2 separate regions of the Mus musculus genome follow, and region 2 is linked to region 1. Evidence: chromatin contacts called from public Hi-C data. All regions are on one chromosome and are shown on one strand. The core of a region is the stretch at or near the end of the contact, and the rest is flanking DNA. Distances in the headings are between cores, read along the strand shown.

Evidence for each region. A called contact is a pair of places that touch in the nucleus more often than the background predicts.
Region 2: a Hi-C map of muscle stem cells shows a contact between it and region 1, with 2.5 times the contacts expected there. The contact joins two enhancer-like sites. A contact is called at or near these places in 1 of 39 promoter capture datasets (3T3-L1-derived adipocytes), 16 of 484 Hi-C or Micro-C datasets (the C2C12 cell line, the HL-1 cell line, the HPC-7 cell line and 12 more), 7 of 115 datasets of contacts at active chromatin or transcription factors (bone marrow-derived dendritic cells, double positive thymocytes, embryonic fibroblasts and 3 more) and 2 of 9 other capture datasets (adipose tissue and embryonic stem cells).

The regions. Positions count from the first base shown.
Region 1 is chr10:59,490,643-59,498,429 of GRCm38.p6, forward strand. Mcu (mitochondrial calcium uniporter) reads right to left here. Exons shown (of 8, transcript NM_001033259.4): 2 at 445-514. Among named protein-coding and RNA genes, the nearest start is that of Oit3, 53 kb to the left of the region's middle. Within about 2 kb of position 3,584, at least 15 of the 459 cell types and tissues checked have an H3K27ac peak or open chromatin away from gene starts, as enhancers often do. A contact at or near this core is called in muscle stem cells, where this site is marked.
Region 2 is chr10:59,725,575-59,733,361 of GRCm38.p6, forward strand. It overlaps Micu1 (mitochondrial calcium uptake 1), which reads left to right. Exons shown (of 12, transcript NM_144822.3): 2 at 2,383-2,544; 3 at 7,409-7,583. The coding sequence starts at 2,384. Among named protein-coding and RNA genes, the nearest start is that of Micu1, 27 kb to the left of the region's middle. Within about 2 kb of position 3,872, at least 7 of the 459 cell types and tissues checked have an H3K27ac peak or open chromatin away from gene starts, as enhancers often do. A contact at or near this core is called in muscle stem cells, where this site is marked.

The DNA of each region.
Region 1 (7,787 bases), core at 2,334-4,833:
CAGGTACAGGTACTCACTGCCAAGCCAGACAACCTCAGTTCAGTCCTTGGAATTCACGTGGTGGGAGGAGAGAACTGACCCCCTCAAGTTGTCCTCTGACCTGCAAACACATGCCATGCCATGCATGCACCCCCAAATAAATAGATGTAATAAAATTATTAAAAATAAATGTTTAAGCCGGGCGTGGTGGCGCACGTCTTTAATCCCAGCACTGGGGAGGCAGAGGCAGGCGGATTTCTGAGTTCCAGGCCAGCCTGGTCTACAAAGTGAGTTCCAGGGACAGCCAGCAGAGCTATACAGAGAAACCCTGTCTCGAAAAACAAAAAACAAAACAACAACAACAAAAAATGTTTATATTGACTAAAAATGTCTGGAAACACTAAGGTAAGGAGGATAGGGAAAAAAAAAAAAGTAAGATGTAAAAATGGATTTTCTGAAACTCACCATCAGAGGGCACAACCGTACTGCAATATGCGGCTCCCACGCTCTGCCAGGAAGCCGGCCTCTGGTGTGCCTAAGAGACAAAAGCCAGGTAAACCATCAGGGCAAATTGATTCTAGGCACATGTGCTCCAAATAACGCTAGCATCTTCACCGGGAAGCAGAGAATGCAAATGAACCGAAACAATAAAAGGCATTCCCAGCAGCCTGTTAAACAACAGGGACACTATCAACTAACACATCTTCATACATAGAAGGGTGGTCTCATACTAAACAAAATGACAGTCACACCTGGGGGAAAATATATTACTGACTTTTAAAAGCAATCCTGGTTAAGCATTATCCGCTCTAACTTTCCCTGCCTCTCGCTGCCAGACCTTAGACTGGCATCTCTTTCATTAGTTATGAGAATGCGATGCACTGTGCAGCTTCAGTATTGGAGTGGGCTCTGGCTCTTGCTGTTTGCTTTTCTTATTAAAATCTTGGACAGGCAACCTCAGCGCCTGAGCCCAGAGCATTAGAACGAAGTCACGGTCACACACTTTTGCCGCATCTTCAAAGGGCAGTGCTGCGGCCAGGAGTCTAGACTGAAGTTCTCAGAAATGAGCTAGGTTTCAAGGAGAATACTGAACACATTTCTCACTAAGCCCTTTCTTTTTATCTTTCCCAGTCCCAAAAGTATGACAGAAGAAAGGCAGGAAGGCACTAAAGAAAACCCATGCCAAGACAATCGAGACCATTTAGGAATCCAGGACAATGCACAAGGAAACTCAGTTGTAACACAGGATGCAGGAATCTCATTACCTCCCACCTCCTTCCTCCTGAAGACATCTGGGAACGTAAGAAAGACTGACTGTGCTGTTTGGAATGGGAATGGTCTGACAGGCACTTACGTCTGTTTGAATATGTTGTCCCTAGTTGGTGGAACTGCTTGAGAAGGATTAGGAGGTGTGGCCTTGTTGGAGGAAGTGTGTCACTGGGGCTGGGCTTTGAGATTTCAAAAGCCCAAGCCAGGCCCAGTGTCTCTCGCTGTCTGCTGCTTCTGTATAAGATTAAAGCTCTAACTATTGCTCTGGCATCACGTTATGCCTGCCTGTGTGCCACCATGCTTCCTGCCATGATGATTCTGGACTGACCTTCTGAGTTCTGAAAGCAAGACCTATTTAAACACTTTCTTTTATAAGTTGCCTTGGTCACACAGTGTCTCTTCAGAGTGAGAGAAAAGTACCCAGGACACTAATATTTAGAACTAATATTTAGAATATTTTAATTGGTTTTTCTTTCGGGTTTAAAATTTTGATTCATTGGACTTAATTTCAGTCACATTTAAGAAAGACAAACAGCCAGTCTCTCTTCCACGGCAGCATGGCTGGCTTCATCTCACCTCAGACAGCATCCTCCTCCTTTTCCAAATACTTATATGAATTTCAGTCTGTTTCTGAACAAAGCTTTGCTCTATCCAGTGATCTGTCTGCTCGCAACCAGATAACCACGATGATGGTTCCACATTCTGGGTTTATGGTAAATTTTAGTATCTGGTTTGGTTAGTTGTCAGGAGAACTGAATTGGTAGTATATATACTGCACTTAGAACAGTGCCTGGTCTACAGTGAGTGTTCACCTGTAAGTGCCAAGCATTTTGTTTTGAGACCATGCTAATTCCATGGGTTGACATAGGGGAAACTACCATCTGTATTATGTCAAGCCTTTGCATCCAGGAGTCTTTGTGGTTTGAGACAGGGTCTCACTATGTAGCCCTGCCGACCTGGAACTCACTGTGTAGACCAGGCTATCTTCAAACTCACAGAGATCTACTTGCCTCTGGAAATCTAGGTGTATGCAACTATACCTGATGTAGCCTAGAATCCCATGTCTCTCCTTCCGAATCTTTATCTGTATCCTAGAGAAGCATTTTACAGAGTTCTCCTCACAGAGTTTGCATCTGTTCCCATGACTACTGTCTGCATTGTAGTGTAGTAACCAATGCTGAATGCATCACCCTGAGGTTTTTTCCTTGTGTGCATCCGCAATGTCTCTACTGGCCTGTTATTTACTATCATTTCTGAGGTGCTCTGCTTTCTCTGTGAACTAATCTGGGAATTGTTCATTAGGAAAGTCTAGTCTCCTTATATTTATTTATAGGAATATAAAACATATATTTAGTCTTTTCCAGTATGCAGTTTTAGAGTCTTGTGTTTGTTTTTCTTTTTTTTCTTTTTGTATGTACGGAAGATTAAACCCAGGGCCTTGACCATGATGGGCAAGCAGTATAGTCTGGAGTTTTATGGGTGTTTTGATCACTGCTTTCTTGTTAAATAGTTTCCTTGTGAACTAAAGCATGGCGATGCATGCTTGCAGTCCCAGCACCCTGGGAAGGGAGACAGGAGGATTGCAAGCTGAGTTTATAACATTGGTTTTCATGACTACTTGGTTCCCTCTCTCCCCTTAGCTCTTCAAATGTCATCCCTGCTGGGAAAGGTCTACTCTGGCCCCTCATGTTAAATACTGATCCAGCGTTAGCCTCTCCTGATTGACTTCAGGTATATACCCCTACCCAACATGCTTAGCTTTCCCCTGATTTTGGTAAGTTCAATTCTTCTAAGTAAATTGCTCACTTAGTTTATGGCTGTATTCTCTGACCCATGGGACAAATTTTGATTGGTTCAACCACTGACAGTGCTTGTGAAATAACAAGTCCTCGTCAAATAAATGCTGAGAAAATGCTAGCTTGTGGAAAATATGTATTATGTTACAACAAAAATCTTCCCTCTGTTATGAGTTCTGAGGCTTTTTATGTCCCTTTCCTGATCAGTTTAGTTCAGGTGTCCATTCTCTATCTGCCTTCCTGCTTTCTCAATGCTCATTGTGTGACATTGTGGCTGGGTCTTTCTTAGATGACCGTTGGTGGCTTTCATAAAGCATGAGTTTATTCAGTATTAGTCCTTCGTCCTCCCCACCGCCCTGTGGCAGCCTCAGAGATGCAGGCACTGCTCTGTGGATACATCTTAGTTCTTAACATTAATCTTTCCTGGAGTCCTTGCTAAAGCCCTGAATGTTGCTTTTGGGGTGTCTGAGGCCAACCACTGACTCTGAAGAACTTGCTTGTCTGGCTTTGCTGGGGATCTGCAAGCACGGGTGTCACCACTTGAGGTCTCTCCAGACATCTGTCTGGCCTTCACCAGATCTGGCTGCCACCCTTTATACAGAGTGTTGTGGGGCTGCTCCCTGGTTGTGTTGAAGACAAAGCTTAGAATTCAGTTTCTTATCTCCTTCCCAGGCTATGGTGTGAGGAGAGAAGGGAGGGACTGGTACATTTTCTGGACCATTATGGCTATGCAGTGGCTTTTACCACGACCATCTGTGAACAGGAAAGAGCAAAGTGCGAGGAAATCCCAGGCACCCATCACTCCCTTCAGCAGTTAGCAACATTTTGCCAAACTCAGTTTATCTAGGCCCAGCTAGTTTGCTTTCTTCTTTCCCCAGTCAGTCAGTCAGTCAGTCAGTCTGTCAGTCAGTCAGTCAGTCAGTCTCTGACTCCCTCCCCTCCAGCTCTCCTCCTCTGTCTCTCTTTTGATGTTTATGAAATACATTCCCTATGATCAAAGCTGGCCTGAAGCTTGCTGTCTAGTCAACAATGATGCTGAACTCAGGATCCTCTCACCCTCTTCTCTACCCTTCATGTGTTAGGATAATAGGCACTCACTATCATGCCTCATTTCCCCCCAGAACATCTTAAAAGACATCGGAACCATCAGAATACTTCACCTGAAAATACTTCAGATCACCATTTGCTGGAACATTGTAAAAGCCAGAAGCCTCTATGATTTTTACGAATTGTCCTTGGCGATATATATATATATATATATATATATATATATATATATATATTGCAGTCAACAGTACACGACATGATTTCTGTTAGATGCTGTAGAGCATGGACTGGCGGGCCAGCCACCTCTGTTTGTAGAGTTTTAGTGCAACACAGCTGAGCTCACTCATGCCCACTGCAGGTCGACTGACTCTCTGTCTGAACAGCAGATTTCAACAGCAGCGGTGAGAGGAATGAGTAATTGCAACAGAAACCACGGGGTCTTAGAAAGCTAGAACGTCTGTAGTGCAGCCCCTTAAGAAAGCCTTAGCTGGCCCTTGCTATAGAATACAGCTTACATGGTGTGGGGATAACTCTCCAGACCATTTCTGTAGTGATACTGACAATCGCAACTAAAAATTATATTTAGAGGCAGGTTTTCAGTGTTGCACAGGTTGGCCTCAGACCCCTGGGCATAAACCACCGTCTTCCTCAGCCTCCCAAACAGCTGTGACTTACAGCCACCATCCCAGGCTATTATTTATTGAACCGTCCACACACAGATATTGGTCTGTAATTTTTTTTTAAAGATTTCTCATGAGAAATTTGTTGAGACTAACATAAACAAAAATGATTTTGTTCTAGCCATTTCTCCTTGAAATATGGTAACAATACAAAGGAAAAACAACAAATCAAACACAACCAGGAAATGGGTAATGAATGCTCATCATCCTCACCCCCATACCCTGTGATCCCCAGACCAGAATTATCCATGCTGCATCTTTTTATTCTTGATATGTCACAATAAAATAGTAAGCTTTCTAGTTTTCTTTTGTTCTAAAGTAGCAAGCATCTCATAAATATTTGGCCAATATTAACATTAAGAAACACATCAGGAAGTTTGCTGGGAGCCAAGAATGGTGCTAGATTTATATGTATATGGTATGTGTATATTAGCTCCTGGGAGAGGGACACAGGAGTTCAGGGCTAGCCTAGATGACAGAAACAAACCACAAAATCAAATCAAACACAAGTTTGTTAGTTTGTTAGGGATGTGGAAGAGTGCAAGCTTAGCATGCATAAGCCCTGGGGTGGATTCTCAGCTCTTCAACCAAAACAAAACCTGAGCAAACCAAGCAAGCAAGCAAGCAAACACCAACGAACAACAAAATAACTAACAAATAGTTAATAAAAAGAAAGACATGCTAGGTAAACAGTGCATATTCTTCATATAGGGAGTGACCAAAATCAAGGTGAAGAGAGAGAGTCTGTGGATGGCATAACAATACCCAGGGAGAGAAGTCTCTGGGAGTCTCTGGGTACCATCAATGCTAAATAAAGAGATGGGCTAGCACCACAGACCCTTGCAAAGAAAGTAAGTTTTTATTTTTTGTAAAGGGCAGTCCACATATCTGATAAGTAACCTGAGAATGTTAGGGAAGTGCAAAAACGTGTAATTAATGTAAGAAATGCATAAGGCCACCCTTCCGTGTGTGCTTGGACAGGTTACCTTTAACCCTCACCCAGGAAGAAAAATCTCCAGCGGTGTCAACTTAGAATACAAAACGCTGTAACGTTATCTTCCCCCAAGTCATAGGACTTAAGCTAATTCAAAACCTTTCAGTATTAAAAAGAGATATCCCATGTCCTTAGATCCCACAATTAAATCCAAGTTAATGCTACTTTTGTGTCCCTTACTGGTAACATAAATTAACTTTCCCTTCATCCACCTTACACAGCCAGAAGAGCAAACCGACCAGAGACCCAAGAAGACACTAAGTCTAATCAACCCCTCCAACAGTCCCAAATATCCCAATTAGATGTGAGATAAAAGACCCAAGAAGACACTAAGTCTAATCAACCCTCCAACAGTCCCAAATATCCCAATTAGATGTGAGATAAAAGAAAGAGGAGAGGAGAGGAGAGGAGAGGAGAGGAGAGGAGAGGAGAGGAGAGGAGAGGAGAGGAGAGGAGAGGAGAGAAGAGAAGAGAAGAGAAGAGAAGAGAAGAGAAGAGAAGAGAAGAGAAGAGAAGAGAAGAGGGGAAGAAGGGAGAGGGGGAGGAAGAGGAGGAGGAGGAGGAAGAGAAGAAGGAGGAGAAGAAGCAAGAGGAGGAGGAGGAGGGCAGTAAGGATAAGATTCATTTATAATACAGCTTCCTTTAAGACCGAGTCTTATTTCGGAAACAAATACATACTAACTACCCCAAAGCATACTGTACTAACCAGGCCAATGAGCTTAGATGAATAGCTACTATTTGTCCAAAGCTGAAACGTGGCCAGAAAAAGCCTCACTGTGCCACAGTCTAGATCAGTCAGATTCTACGTCCCTGTTACACGCTGTTACATCAGTATGATCCACACGCTTATAAAAACGGATCCTTTCAATGCTGTCTCAAAGTGTCTTTTTCAAGACCAGAGTATTCATCCAGCTGGGCTAGCTCAGTGGACAAAACGCTTCACCTTCTGAGGACTTAAGAACCTGAGTTCGAGTCACCACCGTACCCTAGCCGACACTTCTCAAGGAAGCTTCCTACCTGACCAGAGGCAAGGCCAGCATTCTGAACCCCAGAAGACTCTCAGCCAGATCAGAGACCACACACAGAGCCGGAACTCCAGCCCCCTTGGAAGGAAATGCTCTGTTCCACCAGAGACCATCCAGGCCATCAGAAAACCAGCACCCAACGCAGGCAGAGACCCTCTACTTAACCACAGGGCACTCCAGCCAGAGGACCAGAGAGGAAACAGAAACCAAGGAAGAAACACCCATCCCAACAAAGACAAACCCAGAACTCAGCACCTAGGCCTCCAATCGCTCAAAAGCCCAAATGTCCGATTAAGAACACAGTCACCAACAGCCAGGGCACCATGTCGCCACCAGAGTCCAGCCATGCTACTAAGCAAGCCCTGGATATTCTAGCACAGTTGAAGCACATGAAAACATCCTTAAAACTAACTTTATGAAGATGATAGAGGACCTTAATGAAATAGATCCCTTAAAGAAAACAAGGGAAAGACAATTAAAAATTGGAGGAAATCAATAAATCCCTTAAAGAATGTCAAGAAAGCCAAGAAAAAAACAAACAGTTGCAGGAAACAAATACAACTGTCCAAGACCTGAAAATGGAAACAGAAATAATAAAGAAAACACAAACCAAGGGAAACCTGGAGATGGAAAACCTAGATAAGCCAACAGGAACAACAGATGCAAGCATCGCCAACAGAATACAGGAGATGGAAGAGAGAAAGAATCTCAGGTGCTGAAGATACGATAGAAGAAATAGATACATCGGTCCAAGAAAATGTTCAATCTATAAAACTGAGAACATCTAGGAAATCTGGGATACCAAGACAAGGTCAAACCTAAGAATAAAAGAAGGAGAAGAAGATTCCCAGCTCAAAGAATAGTTTTAACAAGCTCATAGAAGAAAATTTCTTAATCGAAAGAAAAGCATGCCTACAAAGGTACAAGCAGCTTACAGAACACCAAATAGACTGGGTCAGAAAAGAAAATGCTCTTGCCACGTAATAAAACACTAAAC
Region 2 (7,787 bases), core at 2,622-5,121, 240 kb after region 1:
ATTTAGAATTTGTTTGTACTTCGTTAGGTAGCATTTTAGAAATGCCGTTTTAAAATGTTTCAAGGAGCCGGCAAGATGGCTTAGCTGTTAAAGGCCCTTGCCACCAAGCCTAACAGCCCAAGTTCAATATCTGGGATATACCTGGGGATAGAAGAGAACTGACTTCTGTCAGTTTTCCTCTGGCCTCCACACATATGCCATGGCATCTGTGCATGTACACACACACACACACACACACACACACACATGCATACTCACACACACACACTTAAGCATGTAATAAAAATGTAAAAAGAATGTTTCAAATATGTCTTGCTTCCTTAGAACCTAAACTATTGGTCATCTTTCAGATGACTCTCATGGCCGGCCAGCATGGATTTAATCAGGTCATTTTTAGAAAGTGCCTTAGTCACTCTGTTGGATGTTGAATTTGTTCTCGGCTGAGGCCGTGAAGAGCCCCCAGTTTTTGTGGCTCTCACTGTCAGACATCTTTTCTCAGCAGCGACCTGAAGGTCTGCCATGCTCAGCTGTTTCAGCTGGAGCGGACAGTGATTTGTTCAAGCCTCTTTCTTGTGGAAGCCAGGTGGAAGGGCCAGTGTCTACTTCCAGAATGGTCTCTAGGTGTCACAGAGGAAGACTAACAGCAGCATGTGCTAAAAGGACTTTGCAGAACTCCTCTGTGTTCCTCGGAATGAGGGACACGATGAGACACGCACCCCAAATTAAAAGATTAGGAAAGCAGAGTTCGCCTCTGGGATGCGGGCTGTGAAGTTGAGTGTGTGTTGAGCAGTAATACGAACAAATATGGATGTGTCTGTCTTATGATGGAAAAAAAAGTCTATTTAGAGTTAGTCAGCAGGACCCAATGGGAAGGGTATTCAGGAGGGACGCAGGCCTCCTTTCCTTCAGAGCTCATCGGGTGACACAAGAGCTTCTGCACAGCTGTGTCAGGCATCCTTGACATCTGTAGGGAGCACGGGTGTGCTGTCTTCCGTGCTCCTTGGGGGAGCTTGATGATTTTCAGTGCCCAGGCTTATTTCTCTTGAGGGCGCCCTTCAGACAGTATGTGAGCTGCTTCCGTGTCCAGGCTGCCAGGAAGGTGGGTGTCATGCACTCTGGTTTGCTCTATGGATGTCAGCACAGCGTTCTCAGCCTTTGAAACCTTGTTTTGGTGATTGAGAAGGGCAGGGACTTCACTCTTGGTACCATCTTGATGAGGTCCCAATACTAAACAAAACGTTAAAGCAGTGGTTCTTAGCCCAGAGGGTTCTCTAATGACCTATTAACAGGGGTAGCATATCAGATAGTCTGCACATCAGATATTTACATTATGATGCATAGCAGTAGCACAATCACAGTTCTGAAGTAGCAATGAAAATAACTTTATGATGGGGGGGAGGTGTCACCACACACAAGTAACTGTATTAAAGGGTAGCAGCATTGGGAAGGTTGAGAACCACTGCATTGAAGGAATTTCTTTCTTTAGTATTTATATTTTAACTGTGACATGAAAAGAATCTGGTAGGGAGGGAGCTTTCCCAGGGCTAGCAGTGAGAAAGGGTTAAATCAAACTTCAATGGCTTTAATGGAAGCACCTCTCAGCATTAAGGCATGAAATAGCAAGAACTTCCAGCTACAATGTGGCACCGTCTAGCTTCAAGCTCTGGACCCCACTGCTTTCTCCCATGGATTTTCAGGCGCGAGTCACACTTGAGCAACTTTCTCCCTTTAAATTTCCTGTTTCTCACCAGGAGCCGGGCGTGCAGGGGGAGAGCTGTCCCTTCTGATTCTGTGTGCTCTCATTGTTACTTCTGTGCTGTTCGCACCTCAGTGGGACATTCAGGAGCTTCCCCTGATCCAAGTGCCTGACCAACAGATTCTCCTGCCATGAGTTCTTGTGGCTTTTCCTGGCATTCCCCCAAAATGGCTTTCTAGTACATTTTGCTGATATGATACCTCGGTAAAATTCCCAAGTTTCCATAGTTTTGTCCTCTCCATAAGATCTGGGAATCATCCCTGGTTGGGCTGGCCCCTTTGGATGCTCTCCATTAGGCCTGGAATCCATGGCTGCTTGAGCTGCCATCTCTTTACATCTGGTTAACCCTCCTGTTAGAATTAACTGTATTTTAGATCAGGATTTCTCTGTTTAACTTAGCACGTAGTTTCTGTCTTCAAATTTAACTTTGATTCCTTTGAGTTATAAGTAGTTAAGTAGTAGCTCTGTTCTCATAAGTTGTTCTGAGGCCAATTAACTGCAAAACAGTATGGTGTCTGATAGTATTTCATCAGCGTTTGGTGATGTAGCTGCCACCACCACCATCATGATCATTATCGTCACCACCGGCAGCATCTAAAAGTGACGTTTCTATCATTTGTCCACAGGATGTTTCGTCTTAACACCCTTTCTGCGTTGGCAGAACTAGCTGTGGGCTCTCGCTGGTACCATGGGGCATCACAGCCCACACAGACCAAACGAAGATTGATGCTGGTGGCGTTCCTGGGAGCATCTGCAGTGACTGCAAGTACCGGTCTCCTGTGGAAGAAGTGAGTGTTATTTCAGGCTTGCTTTTACATCAGAATTTCTTTGCTGAATTGTTTGGTATTGATGATGTTGGTCTATGGAATAAGGTTTATCAGCTAGTCGTGTCCCCCTGCCAGAGCAGTGGAGACCAAACAGCTCCTCAAGCGCTGCCTGCTGCCCCTGCTGCATTTTTCATCGAAATGAAACATTGCTTTAGAAAAGGGATGTTTTCTGAAACTTCAAACTTAGGAACTAAGTTGCCACAGGAAACTAATCCTTGTACTCTTATATCACCTGGTCATTTTCTTCCTCATTGTGGAACCTTCCCTGGAGAGAACAGAAAATGTGGCAAGCCACAGGCTTCAGTTCCTCTGCCTCTGCCATACTATGTGTCTTCTGTCTCATCCACCCTGTCTTCCAGTTACTGTCCTGATACCTGGCTTCCCAAAACAGTACATTTTAAAAATTAGTCCTACTGAATAAGTATGTGATAAAGTGTGCCCATGTAAAACAAATAGTCCCATGATTATTAGCAAATGCATATAGTTTTGTAACCACCCCCCAAATCAAGAAATAGAACATTTCTACCAACCGATAGTGCCCTCCACACTAGGTAACGTCACCCACAATTCCAAGCCACTGGTGAGTTGATTTCTGTCACTATCGATTTATATTTCTGAAATATGACGTAAGTGAGGACATGAAAAATTATTTCTTGGAGGCAGGTTGGTGGCATAGCCTCGAATCACAGTCCTAGGGATTACAGAGGCAGGAGCATTGACAGTTTGAAGGCAGCCTGACTTTAAAACAACTTATGGCAAAGTAACAATGTATGCTTGGCTGCATCTGCCTTCCTTAACTTAGCCTGATATATCCATCTGCATCAGAAGTCAGAGTTCTTTTGCAGTCAAGTGGTGCTCTTTCATATGGGCGGCACCATTTATCCAGCTACGGTTTCCTTGCTTCTACCTGTTTGTTCTCATTGATAGAAGCCACCTTGAAATTCATATGCCCTTCTCTTTGGCTAAATACCTAGGAATATATTTGCCAGGAAAATGTAACCTTGATTCCAGACTGCCAAACCAGGGCAGTGAGATGGCTCAGAGGGTAAAGGCTTCTGTCACCAGACAAGGTGAGCTGAGTTTGACCCCTGGGATCCACATGGTGGGAGAGAGCAACTCCCAGAGTTCTTCTCTGACCTCCACACTCACGGTGGTGGGCGCCTCACCACACATAAATAAGGGTGATAAAATAAAATTAGTACTTGAAACAATATAAAAGCCAAACCGTTTCCCAGTGGGTTCTCGGCAGTGCACCAGCGCAGTCTGGCTGGGCAGGGATCCTGTTCCCACTTGCTCATGATATCTGGTCAGAACACTTGGCTTCCTGCTTCCCGAACAGCTGACGATGCTAAGCCTCTTCCCAGAATTGGTGGCCATTTCTTTGGCCTTCTTTGTGAATTGTCTATTCAAATTGCCACTAAAAATGAAATTCCTTTTAAAAAGATCTCTACTTATGCGTACGTGTGTGTATATTTGTGTGTGGGTATGTGCACATGTGTGAAGGAATCTGGCAGAGGCAGAAGAAGGCATTGGGTCCCCTGGAACTGGAGTTACAGGTGCTTGTGAGCCTCAGACATGAGTGCTGGGAACTGAATATTATTGATAACTTTCAACTATTTAAAAATGTGGAAAGCATCCCCCTCTCGGAAGGCTGACACAAGCCAAGTGGTGGTGGTGCACACCTTAAATCCCAGCACTCCGGAGACAGAGGCAGGCGGACCTCTGTGAATTTGAGGCCAGCCTTCTCTACACAGGGAGTTCCAGGACAGCCAGGACTAGAGAGACCGACCCTGTCTCAAAACAAAAAACAACAACAAAAGGAAACTGGCAGCCATTGTGTTTAGTTGTATACTTGCTGGTAATCCACCAGTCTGACAGATGGCTCTAAGCCTGAGACCACACAGATGGCCCTGGTTACACTCAGTAGACAAACCAAAAAGATTTGAATGTAGGAAAGAAACTTCTAATGGGGGATTGACAGCAGTGTGAGGGGTGTAAGAACGGACATGGGAGTAGCATACTATCTACAGTGTGTGAAATTGTCAGAGGGGTGTGTGTGTGTGTCTTTCTGTCTGTCTGTCTGTCTGTCTTTGTCAGAGGTCAGTGGCTAGAGTTGTTCTTTCCTCACACTGTGGGCTTGAACTGAAGGGTATTAATAAACTGGTGACATCGGAGTTGGTGCCATGTTGTCCTCCTGAGAAATTCTGAGAGACATTTTTGCATCTTCCCAAGAGGTTTCCATCCTGAGTTCTCCGTTCCTTTTGTTGCCCCACATTTCTTTCTCGTTTTGCTTCCTTCCCTACTTAAATTTACCTTTCTTTGTAACCGAAGCCCTTCGTGCAGTGCCCACATTGTGGATTCCATGGCTGGTGCCTTATGTATTTACTTGAGCATGACTTTGCTTAAAAAGACAAAAACAAGGTTGGACTGGCACACAGGATTCACAGTGACCTACAATGAGAACCCTGGTGTTCTAAATCAAGAGAAGCCACATCCTACAAGATAGTTAAGCCTAATAATGTTTCAAAATGTGCTTCTGGAAACTAATTGAAACAGATCACATCTGATCTGCCTGTGGGTCTCCTCTTGAGGCAGAGTCCCTGTCTCAGAAACCTAACTCAGAGGCTGTCTCCACCTGACAACTGCTGGCAAAGGAAAAATTTGTTTCTCCAAGGGAGTTTCATTGGTTATATGAGCCACTCTTAAGGGCAAGTCCTTTGCCCAAGCTTTTGCTTATACGTTATGATTTCCAATTTTGTGTTTTTATGGTATATGTGTGTGTTTGTGTGTCTGTCTGTGTTTCTCTGCTTTTTCTTTGTTGTTTGTTTTGTTTTTTTCTATTTGCCCGTTTGTTTTCTAAAGCAAGAGAAAAGGAAGGTGTAGAGTTGGAAGGTGGGAGACAGGGAGGACCTGGGAGGAAATGGGGAGGACCTGGGAGGAGATGAGGGAGGGAAACCTAGATCAGAACAGTTTACTTTGATCTGGGTGTGGTGCTGCACACCTTTAATCCCAACACTTGGGAGACAAAGGTAGGTGGATCTCTGTGAATTGGAGACCTGCCGTATATCTACATAGTGAGTCCTAAGATAGCCAGGGCTATGTAGACAGACCTTGTCTCAGAAAACCAAACCAAACAAAGAAATATAATAGTGTTTGAAAGATATTATTTTCAATAAACAAGAATCTGAGAAAAAGGCTCTTCCATTATTCTAGTACACTAGTAGCAGTGTACTCTATTCTCCCTTGTTCTCCCCCTCCCTTCCCCCTCTTGCCCCTCCCTCTCTGGGAGCACAGCTGAGGACTTTTGTTGATGCTCCTTCATCAGTCACACACATTCTGTGTTTTCTTTGTAAAAGGTACTGGCCAACCTAAAAGAATAAGGATACGTTGATAGGGGAAGCATCTTTGGGGTGTTTTGATTTGTTTTGATTTGGGTTCTTGAGACGGGATCTCACTGTGTAGCCCTGGCTGGCCTGGGCTTGCTGTATAGATCAGGCTGCTCTGATATGTGCTGTGAGCGCTGAGATCGCAGGTGTAAGCACCACACCCAGCACATTTGATTGTTTAGGGTTTATTAGTGGGTGTAGGGAGTCAGTCAGTGGGTAAAGTGCTTGTCATACAATCGTGAAGAGCTCACACAAAACACAAACCCAAAAGTGGAAGGAAGGGCATCTGCCATCTTCCAGGGAAGTGAGAAACAGACCCGAGAATCCCCGGAACCTCATGGACCAGCTAGCCGGAGTATGTTCATAGCCACAAACAACCAAGAAACCCTGTTCAAGCAGGTGAAAGATGAAGACAACATCTGGGCTTGTCCTCTGACCAGCACACACTAGCATGGCACATGCATGCGTGCACTTCTGCATTTTTTACACACATATCACACACACATATATACATGTACACACACACACATACATAATAACACACACAAAGGGAGAAATTTTATTACTTGGTTTTTACTTGTTTTTATTTTATTTCTATTTTTATTACTGTAAACAATATATAGCATTTCTCATTTTAACCATTTAAAGACATTTTATTCATATTAAATATATTCTTGTTGTGAATTAGGGCTCTGGAACTTCCTCCTCTCGTAAGAGTGAGGTGATGTGCTTATTAAAAAGAATGAAATGCTTTACTCATTGGAAAGTAAGCATGAGATGGTGTCCCAGAGCTGGGGAAGATGGCACAGAGGCTGAGAGCAGATTCAGACCCTGGTTCAGTTCTCAGTAACCACTGTTAGTGACTACTAACAGTCTGAAACTCCAGTCCCGGGGCATCCAGTGCCTTCTTTTGACCTCTGCTGACACTGAACACACACACACACAAATACACACAGACACACACGCACATGATATACAGACATTCATTCAGGAAAACACTCGTACACATAAAAGTAAATAAGTCTCAAAAACAAAGCTGACCTTCCCATGAAATGGGAATGAGCATGAAGTGATGACCCGACTAAAGAGCAGCTTCCTCTGCCCTCCTCTGCCGCCTTCAGACCGTTACAACCTGACACCCCGTAACTAACCACACTGCATCCCTCACGTGCTCTGTGCTTTAACCGAGCTTGATAACTCATGGCAACGCACTTGTATAGTGTTCGCCCTTTGTGCCTAACTTACTTTACTTAGCAGGCCGTTGCTTTTGCTTCATGCATGTGAGTAACACAGGGGGTGCCGAGTGGTTTTGGCTGTTTTAGGAGGTTCTTCATGGGATTCGTGACACATGTGATTAGTGCTCCTCTGAGCTGGGTGTGGGTACTTCTTAAAGTCATGGAGTTTCATGCTTAACTTAGGCTTCTCTTCTGCACCACCAGGGCTCACGCAGAATCTCCACCATGCGTTAACAGCAAGAAGCCTGACACAGAAGATAAAGAGAGAAACAAAGACAGCGGGGAAGTGTCCAGCCGTGAAGGAAGGGCTGCAGATGCTGCGGCAGAGCCTTATCCTGAGGACAAGAAGAAGAAGCGCTCTGGATTCAGAGACAGAAAAGTACGGAACAGAGTTTTGCTAGTGAATCAAAACTGTGTCCTAGAGGGGCGTCACGCTGCCCATCTCCTAGTCCTGTTTTAGACAGGTCACAGTCCCTCCTGGGCTCCTCACCTCTTTATTATTGATGTAAGCCAAAGGTACCTCAGAGTGTGAAGTGTTGTGTGACAGACTTTTCCTGGGGAGTCACAACACACACACACACAC